Regions from separate parts of the Anas platyrhynchos genome. Here region 1 is linked to region 2. The links are chromatin contacts, called in public Hi-C maps. All regions are on one chromosome and are shown on one strand. Each heading gives the region's core, a stretch centred on a gene start, on an enhancer-like site or on the middle of the called end of the contact. The rest is flanking DNA. Distances are from core to core; before and after follow the strand shown.

Evidence for each region. Hi-C and Micro-C count contacts between places; a contact is called where the count stands out from the background.
Region 1: a contact with region 2 is called in a Hi-C map of skeletal muscle, with 1.9 times the contacts expected there. The contact joins two enhancer-like sites. A contact is called at or near these places in 2 of 8 Hi-C or Micro-C datasets (skeletal muscle and subcutaneous adipose tissue).

Annotation. Positions count from the first base shown.
Region 1 is chr2:55,634,937-55,639,907 of IASCAAS_PekinDuck_T2T, reverse strand. All of the region lies in intron 4 of LDLRAD4 (low density lipoprotein receptor class A domain containing 4), which reads right to left. Among named protein-coding and RNA genes, the nearest start is that of RNMT, 56 kb to the left of the region's middle. Within about 2 kb of position 2,602, at least 3 of the 8 cell types and tissues checked have an H3K27ac peak or open chromatin away from gene starts, as enhancers often do. A contact at or near this core is called in subcutaneous adipose tissue, where this site is marked.
Region 2 is chr2:55,493,681-55,498,856 of IASCAAS_PekinDuck_T2T, reverse strand. All of the region lies in intron 3 of LDLRAD4 (low density lipoprotein receptor class A domain containing 4), which reads right to left. Among named protein-coding and RNA genes, the nearest start is that of LDLRAD4, 110 kb to the right of the region's middle. Within about 2 kb of position 3,081, at least 1 of the 8 cell types and tissues checked has an H3K27ac peak or open chromatin away from gene starts, as enhancers often do. A contact at or near this core is called in subcutaneous adipose tissue, where this site is marked.

The DNA.
Region 1 (4,971 bases), core at 1,353-3,852, 140 kb before region 2:
AAAAACAAACACAACACAAAAAGAAGGGCAAGACAGAACCAAGACAAGAAGGGAGAACTGAACCAGGATAACAATAAAGTACAGAAAATACAACCTGAATATGATGAGCTCTATTTTATTTCTGACATTAATATAATCAGCTGGTTTAGAGATACGAAACTATGCCTCACTGATGTTGCAGTCTAGCGCCTGAAAGCAAAAATGAAGATGGGAACCCGGAAAAGTGGTATCCAAAGAAATTTGGGGGAGAAAAAGAAGCAACGTAATGCACTATTTGAGGTCTGTGATGCCAGAAAATGTTTTTTAAAGCCCACAATGCCGATACAAGCTGGTATAAACATTTAAGAGTGAATAAGGGAAATACATTGATATTGAAAAATGGGTCTATGAGCAAAAATCAAGGAATTTTCTTCTTACACTTTCATCCTATGGTTTTTTCATCGTTTGTCTTGCAGCATTTGCATACATGCTGTCTGGATGTGTAATCATAAGGGAAATTAACCCTGGATAACCCCATGCGGCAGCACGTTTACAGATTTTGCTGCAGAGAAAACAACTCCAGGAATAAAATTGGGGATGTTCAGCCCATCGGAAATCAAGTGAGTCACACACATGATAGGTCTGAAGGATGGGAAAATCTCTTTATGAGAACAGGCCATTAAACATTACAATCGAGCATAAAATTGCTCTGCCACAGTATTTTGTTTTATTTGCATTGTTAAATTTCTTCTTCTAACAATAATGGATAGTTTATAGCACTAATGATTTATACAAAAGGAGCTGCGCAAATGAATCCCAAACGGGCAGCTTCTTTCCTAAGAATTGTAGACTCAGTTTCCTTCAGCGTGATCGCAAATCGGTGACTCACACAGATTTCGCATCTGCCTCGGGATACAGCGGCGCGGCTTCTAACGAGGTTTCATGATGGATTAAGGTCCTATGGTGCAAGAGAGGTGTAAAAACTTAGGCAAATTAAAAAAGGCATACCGCATATCCACCGATTTCCATGGCGCAACAACCAGAGATGCTTTGCCATTAACAACTGTTATCACTGAGACCTGTTTGACTGTTTTACTAAGTGCATTGCTTCTGGCTTAGATGAGAATATATTGTTTGTATACAGATCATTTATGTCCACGCACACACACACGCTTCTCCCTGGTAAATCAATATAATTGATCTGGAGAAGGGGTCACAGTTTAAGAGTGTTTAAATTGGTCCGCACAACGCATTCACCTCATCTGCAGTGCACCCCAAAAAAGGATGGGGACTGAGATTTTCAGTGTGCACAACGATTGGGATTTGCTATGGCTTATAACCTATTTTATGATATAACCGAGTGTCTTATTCCCAGCCCCCAGCACCCCAAAACTGTTAGTCAAGTCCCCTCACAACTAGGATAGCCTTAGATCCTATCTTTACAGCATTTCTTTGACCTCTGAGTCAACATGGAGATATTTGTGAACAATTCCAGCAGCGGAAGCTTTCAAGAAGCCACCCAGTTTGCAGTACGGTCTGGAGAACTGGCAGCACTTGGAATAAGAAGCAGATCCAGTCAAGTCTCCTCAGGCCAGCAAAAGTGAGAACAACTGCGGGTATCATCTATTCAGCTCACAGGGAAGCGTCAGGAAGCTCCTCATCGTGCACTTCTCTTCTGACTAATGGCCTGAGCGAGTGCAGACCGTAATCCTCACATCGGAGATGTGAGGCCGGAGACGCAGAGAAAGTCCACAGAGAATCCCGCGGTCTCGGGATGCTTCCTGCAGGTTTGCCATAACCACTTGGCATCAGCCAAAAATGTGAAGTGGAAGGATATTGGGAAGTATCCGCGTGTGATCGCTGCTCTCGGTTGTGTCTTTTGATGTGCCATCACATTCCTCAGCAAACAGCAGCGCTTCCCAACATAGCATCTCAGAGAAAAGAGGGAATTAGGAGAGTGAGCTCCACGCCCAGTGCGAATCGCGTCCCTCCCTGCTGCCTCTGAGAAGCACACCTTTGGGTAAACACCCAGCGAAATGACAACTGGGCTGCAGAAGCTACCAGGCTATTTTTACCAAAGCCGAGCGTTTCATTTTGTGTAAAGGCCATAAAAATTCATAAGCTTCATGCTCTGCGTTTAGAGAGAAAAGCCTGGTAACGCAGCATGCAGACCACATGGTTTCCAACATTACCATGAATGGTCCACGTTCCTCAGCCTTCTGACATGTTCGCGGGGATGGTGTTTACACTGACTCGTTCGTAGTACATCATAGCACATTTTAATGATTCAGTTCAGCTCCGACAAAAGGAAACATCTGCCATAATTTCTTCTTTCGTGAACTTTATCGCGATTAAAAATCTGACGTTTCACCAGCCTGCGTGCCAAGCGAGGAGCACGCCAAGTTCGGCGCTTCCCAATACATACAAATGCGTGCAGCGTGAACAGCTAGTACCAACAGCACTAAGCCGTCACTGCCTTGTCAGTTCCCACCACAAAAGAGAAAAAAGATCACAGTTTGTGGGCAATAATTTCATAATCTTGATCTGGTTTCCATATGACACAGTACAAGAGAGAGAAAGCAAAAAAAAAAGAGAGAGAGAGAGAATGCTTCACAGCTCTGTGTGATGACAGCATTGGATTTCTGTGTCTTGCCCTATTGCAGCCAGAAAAATATTAAAGCAGCATGTCAAAAGTGGTGTAGCTTCTAAAAAAAAAATGATTTCCTAACATCACTTGATGGACAGCACCCTAGCAACGTGAGAGGAAGCTGGAATCCACATCTCCTTCACACAACATGAAGCCAGTCCCACCCAGGGCCACGAGAGTGGCCCGTTTTTGGAAGAGGCAGTGGCATCTCGCACCTCGGTGCCTGCACCCTGCCCCTCTCTGCACCCGTGCAGCACCACCACCGAGCACAACGTCGTCGAGTCCAGCCACCGCACGCTGTCTGGACGCCGCTGCCCTGTAAAATTTGGGCTGCTGGGCCACTTCTGACGAGGACATGGAAGCTCCTGCATCACAAAGGTGCGTTGTCCGCGGCTGTCCAGCAGCGCACAGGCAGGTGCCCTTTGCCAGTGAGAAAGAGGCAGGCCCCAAACAGCTGCACTGGTGTTTTTCTGTCTGCAACAGCAAAAAAGCCAAATTTGCTTGAAATCTCATCAGACACACTGGGAGCTGACAGCTAATGCATCTTACAGGCGGTTGGCTGGTATTTTTGGACGGCAGGCTGCCTTCCAAACTACTTCATCGCATGCTCCCACTCGGTACGGCCGTACATCTGACACTGCAGTGATTCACCAGCAGCCTCTCGGTGTAAGCCCGCTAGCGGGGTACTGTTACACCCCGTTTGGGCGGGACACAACCTCCTGTAGGGCTTTCCTTGTGGAGCAAAATACCTGTTTTCAGGGTGATGGAATAAATGCAGTCTCCTGTGGTGTGTTAGATCGTGCATCCACACGTGTGCCAAAGCTTTAGGAAGCACGTTGACCCGTACTTGATCCACCCGTGACCCGACGGGGGCTGCAAAAGGGCTAATGCTTCACATTTGACAAAATCGTTGTTTTTTTGGTTAAAATCCAAAGCACGGTTTTCACGTGCGACGCCCTGCCACCAAGACCCGCGCCGCGCGTTCGTGCAACCACCTGCAGGCAGCCTTGGCTGCTCACCCCTCTGCTGGGGAGCGAGGGGCAGCTTCACCCGCCGGGAGACAGGCTATTTTTACCACGCTTAGGCCGTGCTGTCACAACAGCAAATCCCAGTGGCAGATTTACCAAAAGCACTAAGGGGATTTGTCCGGGATTGCAGGACGCCCGGCATCCTCATCTGCATAATAGCTCCGAGCAGGCTCCGGGCCATTCACAAGTCCCAGACAGGCGACGGGGGGAGGCTGCGTGGTGGTTCGTGAGCACGGTGTACACGTGGTGTGCGCGGAGCTGGGACGTGTCCGGGATCTGAAGCACGCTCGGGCCACCTGCACACAGCGTCTCGTCCTCCCTGTACGCCAGACTTCACCCAACACCTGCTTATATAGGTCAGAAATGTTACGATGCGTGCCCGCCCCCGCTCCTGCCTGCCTTGCCTGAGCACAGCAGCTCTGGAGGACGACACGTGCGAACTTGCTGTGGCAAAGAGCCGGCCACGGGTCTTTGAAATCAGACCTGGGAGATGAAATAATGTAAAGAAACGGCAATGTGCCTCCTGAGCCTGCTCAGAAGAGCAAAGAACAAGGTTTTAGCACTGTGATGCTAACATCCACTGCTTGGCATATTGGTGCATGAGCAAGAGAAACCACGTCCTGAAGCATCAGCGCGGCACAGGAGCCAATTCTCCTGTTGATGCAGCCTTAACCAAGTGTGGCGCAAACTCGTAATCATCCACACCACGAAGTTCACACCACACAGCAAGAGCTCCCTGCTCCACCTCTGCTCTGGGGTCCTGCTCCCCTCGCTGCCATCGGGACGCACGATGTCCTTGCAGGAGGGAGCCCAGAGCGTCCCCGCCGGTGGCAGGCGAAGGTGGAGAGCTGTTGCCATCCAGTGCTGAGCAAGCACAGCACGGCTGAGCCGCTGCTGGTGCCTCAACAGCCAGACTTCCTGACCTGGAAACTGCATGGCACTGCATCAGCACAGGTTTGCTGAATTCATTAGAAAAGGCACACCCATTACAGCGCTCATCCTGTTGGTATTTTAGCCACATCACGTACCTTCACCTTGCTGTCGCTGTGTGCCGTCTCTGTTTTACACGCAGAAGACGGTAAGAAGGGAATTGCTCCAGCCAAGACCGTGCATGTGAGGAGCACGAATCTGTCACTCAGCCCAAACTGGCTCTCGGCCTGGATCTATCCTTGTTTGGGCAGACTGCTTAGACATTTTGAATGTAAAAGGGCTGGGGCATTTTCCCTTTGTGTCCTCTCACATTTCCTGCTCTCAAAGCACAGGCTGTAACTTTTTGTTCATGGTAGGTGTCTTCCTCAGAGCCAACTTCAGCCTGAA
Region 2 (5,176 bases), core at 1,832-4,331:
CTTTTCATGGCAGCCAGAAAAGACAATAAAGATACAACAGAGGAAATAAGAAAAAATGGTGCAGTAAGTATACTCTGACTTGGAGGTAAAAATAAATACATTAGTGCTTGTGGTTATAATCTCACCCTTCATATTGGGCTCAGATTCAGAGGCTTTAGATCTCAGGTCTGCCAAGCTTCCTAGATCACTCCATATAAATATTTCATTCTGTGCCTTAGTTGTCTATCTGTAAATTGAGGACAGCAATAGCTACTGTTCTGTGCTTCCATCTTGCTTTTTTTTTTTTCTTATGATTTTCAGATTGTAAAATGGGCTGACTTGCCCCTGTTTTAGCACAGCAGGGTTCTCATCTTTGTTGAAGGCTCTTTGGTGTTATTGCAACACTGAATGTTACCAGCAGGAGCCATATGTGTGAGAGAACGTTAACTTGTTTGTATCAAAAAGTAGAATAAAATGCTTTTAATACAGTAACATACTTGAGAGATTGCACAAAAGCCACTATGTCAATGCTATGTCACTTTTTCCACGTATACACTAGAGAAGGCACCGAATACAAACATCTTCAAGAGTCATACTTGTAGCCTTTATTGTTTGAGCTTACCCCCGTTCCTTTTATTACACATAAACTCTACAACAGCTTCTATTAACAGCACTGGTTTGGGCACGAAAGTTATGTTCGCTATGGAAAAAAAAAAAATGTATCTTTAGTTCACAGATGCCACCTACATCCTGAGTTAAGAACAGTGAAGTTTTTCTAAACTTACTCTTGCATTGTCGTGGCAGGTCATGTGTCTCTTCGAATTCTTGCCCCGAGCAACTGGAAGCAGATATTTGTACAAAGTATTTCTTTTGAGATAAACAAATCAAGTATAATAAAGCTCAGAAAGGGGGAAAAGAGAGAGTCATGCACAAACTCCAATTTTTTCGTTTAAATCAAGGACTGACTGAATACACAGCCAGGCTGTGAATTCATCTTCAGACAGTATAAATTACTGGTTTTGTATAGTCTAGGCCTCCAGGATAAACAGACAATTCTTGAACAATTCAGATCCAAACAAGTCTTCCAGGCTTTTCTGAAGTTACTACATTGTCCTGGGTCAGAGTAATCCTCCTCCCACCACCTCAGCATACGTACACCTACAACACACAGGCATGCAGTGTTGTCAGCAATCGAATGGCACTGAATGAAGCCATTTTACCCCCTGACAACAGAAGCAAGCTTATCCTCAGAGGCATGGATTGAAGATGTTGCCGAGATGCTGGCTGTAAAGCAGGATTCTTTTTGGCTGTTTTCATCATTAAAAATTGTAACTCCACTCCTTCAACAAAGCTTTCTCTATTCTTGCCCTTAGATCAGAAGGGAGTGCCTTTCTAGTGAAGAAAGCAAGAAAGCCAAGGACACAAAATTTTTTCCAGAAGAGCCCACAATAGGACAGAAAATTTTAAGAAATAAAATCAAAACCCACAATGTATGAAAGACCTATTGCTCAATCCGTTCTTCACTGTATAACACCCATTCTCCTATTTATGTATCTATGATAATTATTATTATTATTATTTTTTTAGGTACTCAATATCCACAACTAGTACCACCGAAACATCATCTGTAGGTTGGGAATCCTTTCCCTTGCTTGCCATGAAAGCTTTCCATAAGTTAAGTTTAATAGGGTAAGTTTCATAGTCAAATTATAGTGGGGTGCCTACAGGAAAGGACTGGAAGCCCAAGTAGCTGGGCTCCAGATTTTGTCGAAGCCAAAGCTCTCTCTGTTCAGAAATTATCAGTTTCCACGCCCTACATGAGCAGTGCCTTTGAAAAGATCAGTCTCAGAAAGGAGCAGTATTTTGACAGATATACAGAGTATATACAGAATATTGTGTCATATTCTCTTCCAGGGAAAAGATTATCTTTGGTGTTTGTAAGAGGCCGGCATGCCTTGAAGGCTGCACCCTATTAGCAAGTAATGATCCTACTAGAAACTTCACATTTTGCTTATTCACTGTTGCTGAGGGCTGAATTGAAATTAAAGAGGGTGGGAGTAGCCCTCTGGAAAGGGTTTGGAGCAGGGGTTGGGCAGTCCCTGGGGAAAAAAAACTGGGAGAGGTGCAGCGTGGGGTGCATGCTTGGGTGGATCTATATTGCTCCATCCAGAAGTACTTCAGTGAGGAAAGCCAAGCCCCAGGATGGGGAGATGCAGCTGATAGAGCCACGGGAACTTGGGCATTCATAGAAAGGCTCACAGGAAGGACTCCATCCACCCAGCAAGAAGCTTCGCTCTGAACAACAAAACAAACAGACCTAACAAGTAAACTAATGGGCATACATCCTGGCCTCTTTTTTTCAAAAAGTAAAAGGGATTAAATATTAGAAAAGCAAATGTAAGATTTGATTATACATGGTATTACCTTCTCCTCAATAGCTTTTAGGCTTTTTCACTACATTTACCCTGCAACATTAAATATTTTCTCTTCTCTGTTTACCTGGACTCCCCCTTGTTCTTCAAGGAGTGATTTGTAAAGGCAGCTTACAACAAAGAAGCATAACATTAGTTCGTACTATTTGCTTTATGGTAAAAGAAAATTGATATTCTAGGCAAACAAACAGCCCCCTTGACATTACCAAAAAACAAACAAACAAAAATAAAAGAAACAACAACAAAAGTACCACCAACAAACCATTAGACTGAAACTTAGCCTCATATTATTCACTCAAAACACCACTGCCTGGCACTGAGCACTTGGAAACATCCTGCATCATATTTATGAGAATAGGGAGGTTTTGTTTGTGTTTCCGCTGTACCTCCCCAGCCTCCAAAAGGACACAGTCCAGTCCTTCAACAGTTTGACATCAGCTTTGGTTTTATGCTTCATCTCTTAATGTCAGGGGTTTTTTTTGTTTTTGTTTTTGTTTGGGGGGGAGGGTTGGTTGGTTTGTTTGTTTTTAAGTTTGCAATGAAAGGCATTTCCAGCCTGTTTCCCCCTGCAGTCCCTGCTGGTGCTGGAAGCCAGCCCAGCCTTCTCTTTTGGCCTCCTTCTCCTCCTCGTCCTCCTGCTGAGCCGGGGCCACGGCCAGCCCGCGGCGCTGGGCTCCCCCTGCAGGACCGCGCTCTGCACTGAGACAGGCACTCTTGGAGAAGTTTTGCCTTGACCCCCCTTCTTCTTCTGGCGAGAAAGAGGGGAAAAAAAATAATAAAGCTGAAATTTGAGCAGTGGAGATGGGGGATGTCCTCATCTTGTGTCCGTGGCCAAGCTGCAGCAGCTGGGAATCAACCACCGACCGCAGGTCGCCCAGCGACTTCAAAGTGCCAATGCTGGCAGGTTATGTAATGCCGTAGGACACTTAGCGATTCTGTCAGAAATAAAGTAAATGTTCTGACTTCAGACTTCTGGGGACCTCGGAAAGCAGCATCCAAGGGGTTGATTTCTGCCTCACACAACGGCAGCCGAGCTCCTGCGCTCAAAGCACATGCGCGGCCTTGTCAGCGGCGACAGGCCCGCAGCCAGCCAGGAGCAGAGCTCGCGGTTCCTGCTCTTTTCTTCAAAAACAACACGAAACAACCACCAAACCAGCGCTACCAAATTAATTAGAAAGATTCAATTAAGTTAAATTGGCACACACTGCCAATTTAAGAATCAGTTTTCACCTCTTATTTTCTGTCTTTTTACTTAAGGGACAACACGCTTGTTTTCCTCATTGAAAACGAGTCTGCTGTTTTATTATGATTAAATACTGAAATGCAGCATATTTACAGTTCAATTTATTGTCATACTCAGTCTGGAATTGGCCATTTGGCTGATTAAGTTGTTTCATGCAACAGCACTGTGACATGTACTATTAAGAAACGAGAAATGGCAGATGGACATTTTCAAAGATGCATCAACTTCACAAACAGCATGCTCTGGCTTCGAATATAATCTACTAAAAATGAGTCACAGATTCACAGAATCATCTAGGTTGGAAGAGACCTCCAAGATCACCTAATCTCTTACCTAACACTAACAAGTCCTCCACCAAACCAAGTATCAAGAAGAAGATCTAGGTTCAACATCCTCCATAAAAATGTTGGAGTGCTCGCACCCATGACTTTGTGAAGGAGTTTCCCATTTCCAGCAGTACACTACTTCGTCAAATAATTTTAACAATCACAATTGCCATAATATTTCTGCAAATTTTAACCTGCTTTCACCCTGGTCTGCACACCTCACAGCCTTTCATTTGGGCTCTGGACTAACCGTCATAAGAAAAATGGATCATGCACATACAGCCAAGACTACATCTACACTGAAAAATTAAATGATTTTATGGCATTTAAATTAACTTAAATAGTAAAGAAAATTTAATTAAAAATTGAAGGAAAACCCTTCCAGATTTGAGTAATATTTCAGGATGGAGCTTGATATGAATGGTGTTATGTGAAACACTAGCCTGCAATATAAGGAGACTGAATTCCAGGTCTGCAGAGGATCCTTGGCCAGTGTCTCTCAATGTGTTTCACGGGATGCCACAGCACTGCATTTCCTCTGGAGTCCTCTTGGCTTATTTTTCTGCTTCCACATTTACTGCGCTGCCTGTGGCTTCATGCAGCAAGGCCATCTCCTGCAAGTGACTGCCATACAAATTCTCCCATTCTTTCCCTTACCAAGCAGGCAAGTATGAAGTACTTCACCGAAGCAAGCAAGCTGGCAAGGAGGTCTTCTGTTCCAGTTAAATTAAAATTTGAAAGGAGAAGGTTTTAAAATATGAAATCCTTTGCCTGTGTGAAATGTCCCTCTGTTTGCATAAGGACTACCACAGTTCAATAAGTAAAGGCAGTATCTGTCCAGTTACAGATTAAACAGTCCTTCAACCAGACTTTGAAGATAACTGTTCTCTTTAGTTGAAAGGAAATAAACAAAATACACTCTTTCACTCACACAAAGTTTGGATTGTAACTTAAAAGCCAACCTCATGGATTTGAAGAGTAACCTAAAGCAAAAACCATTGCTGTTCTAATCACCTGTTGTAAGAACAGCAGAAGAACTAAGTTGTAACCAAAAGCTATTTCTCTCATGTAGCATCACCACTCTTGAATTGATTTTCAGTTTCTCAATCTCCAGTAATTCTGTTAAAGCATTTAACCCTGAAATGGAGACTTGTAAGGTGTGCATTACCATACTGAAAACAATTTCATTGAATGCT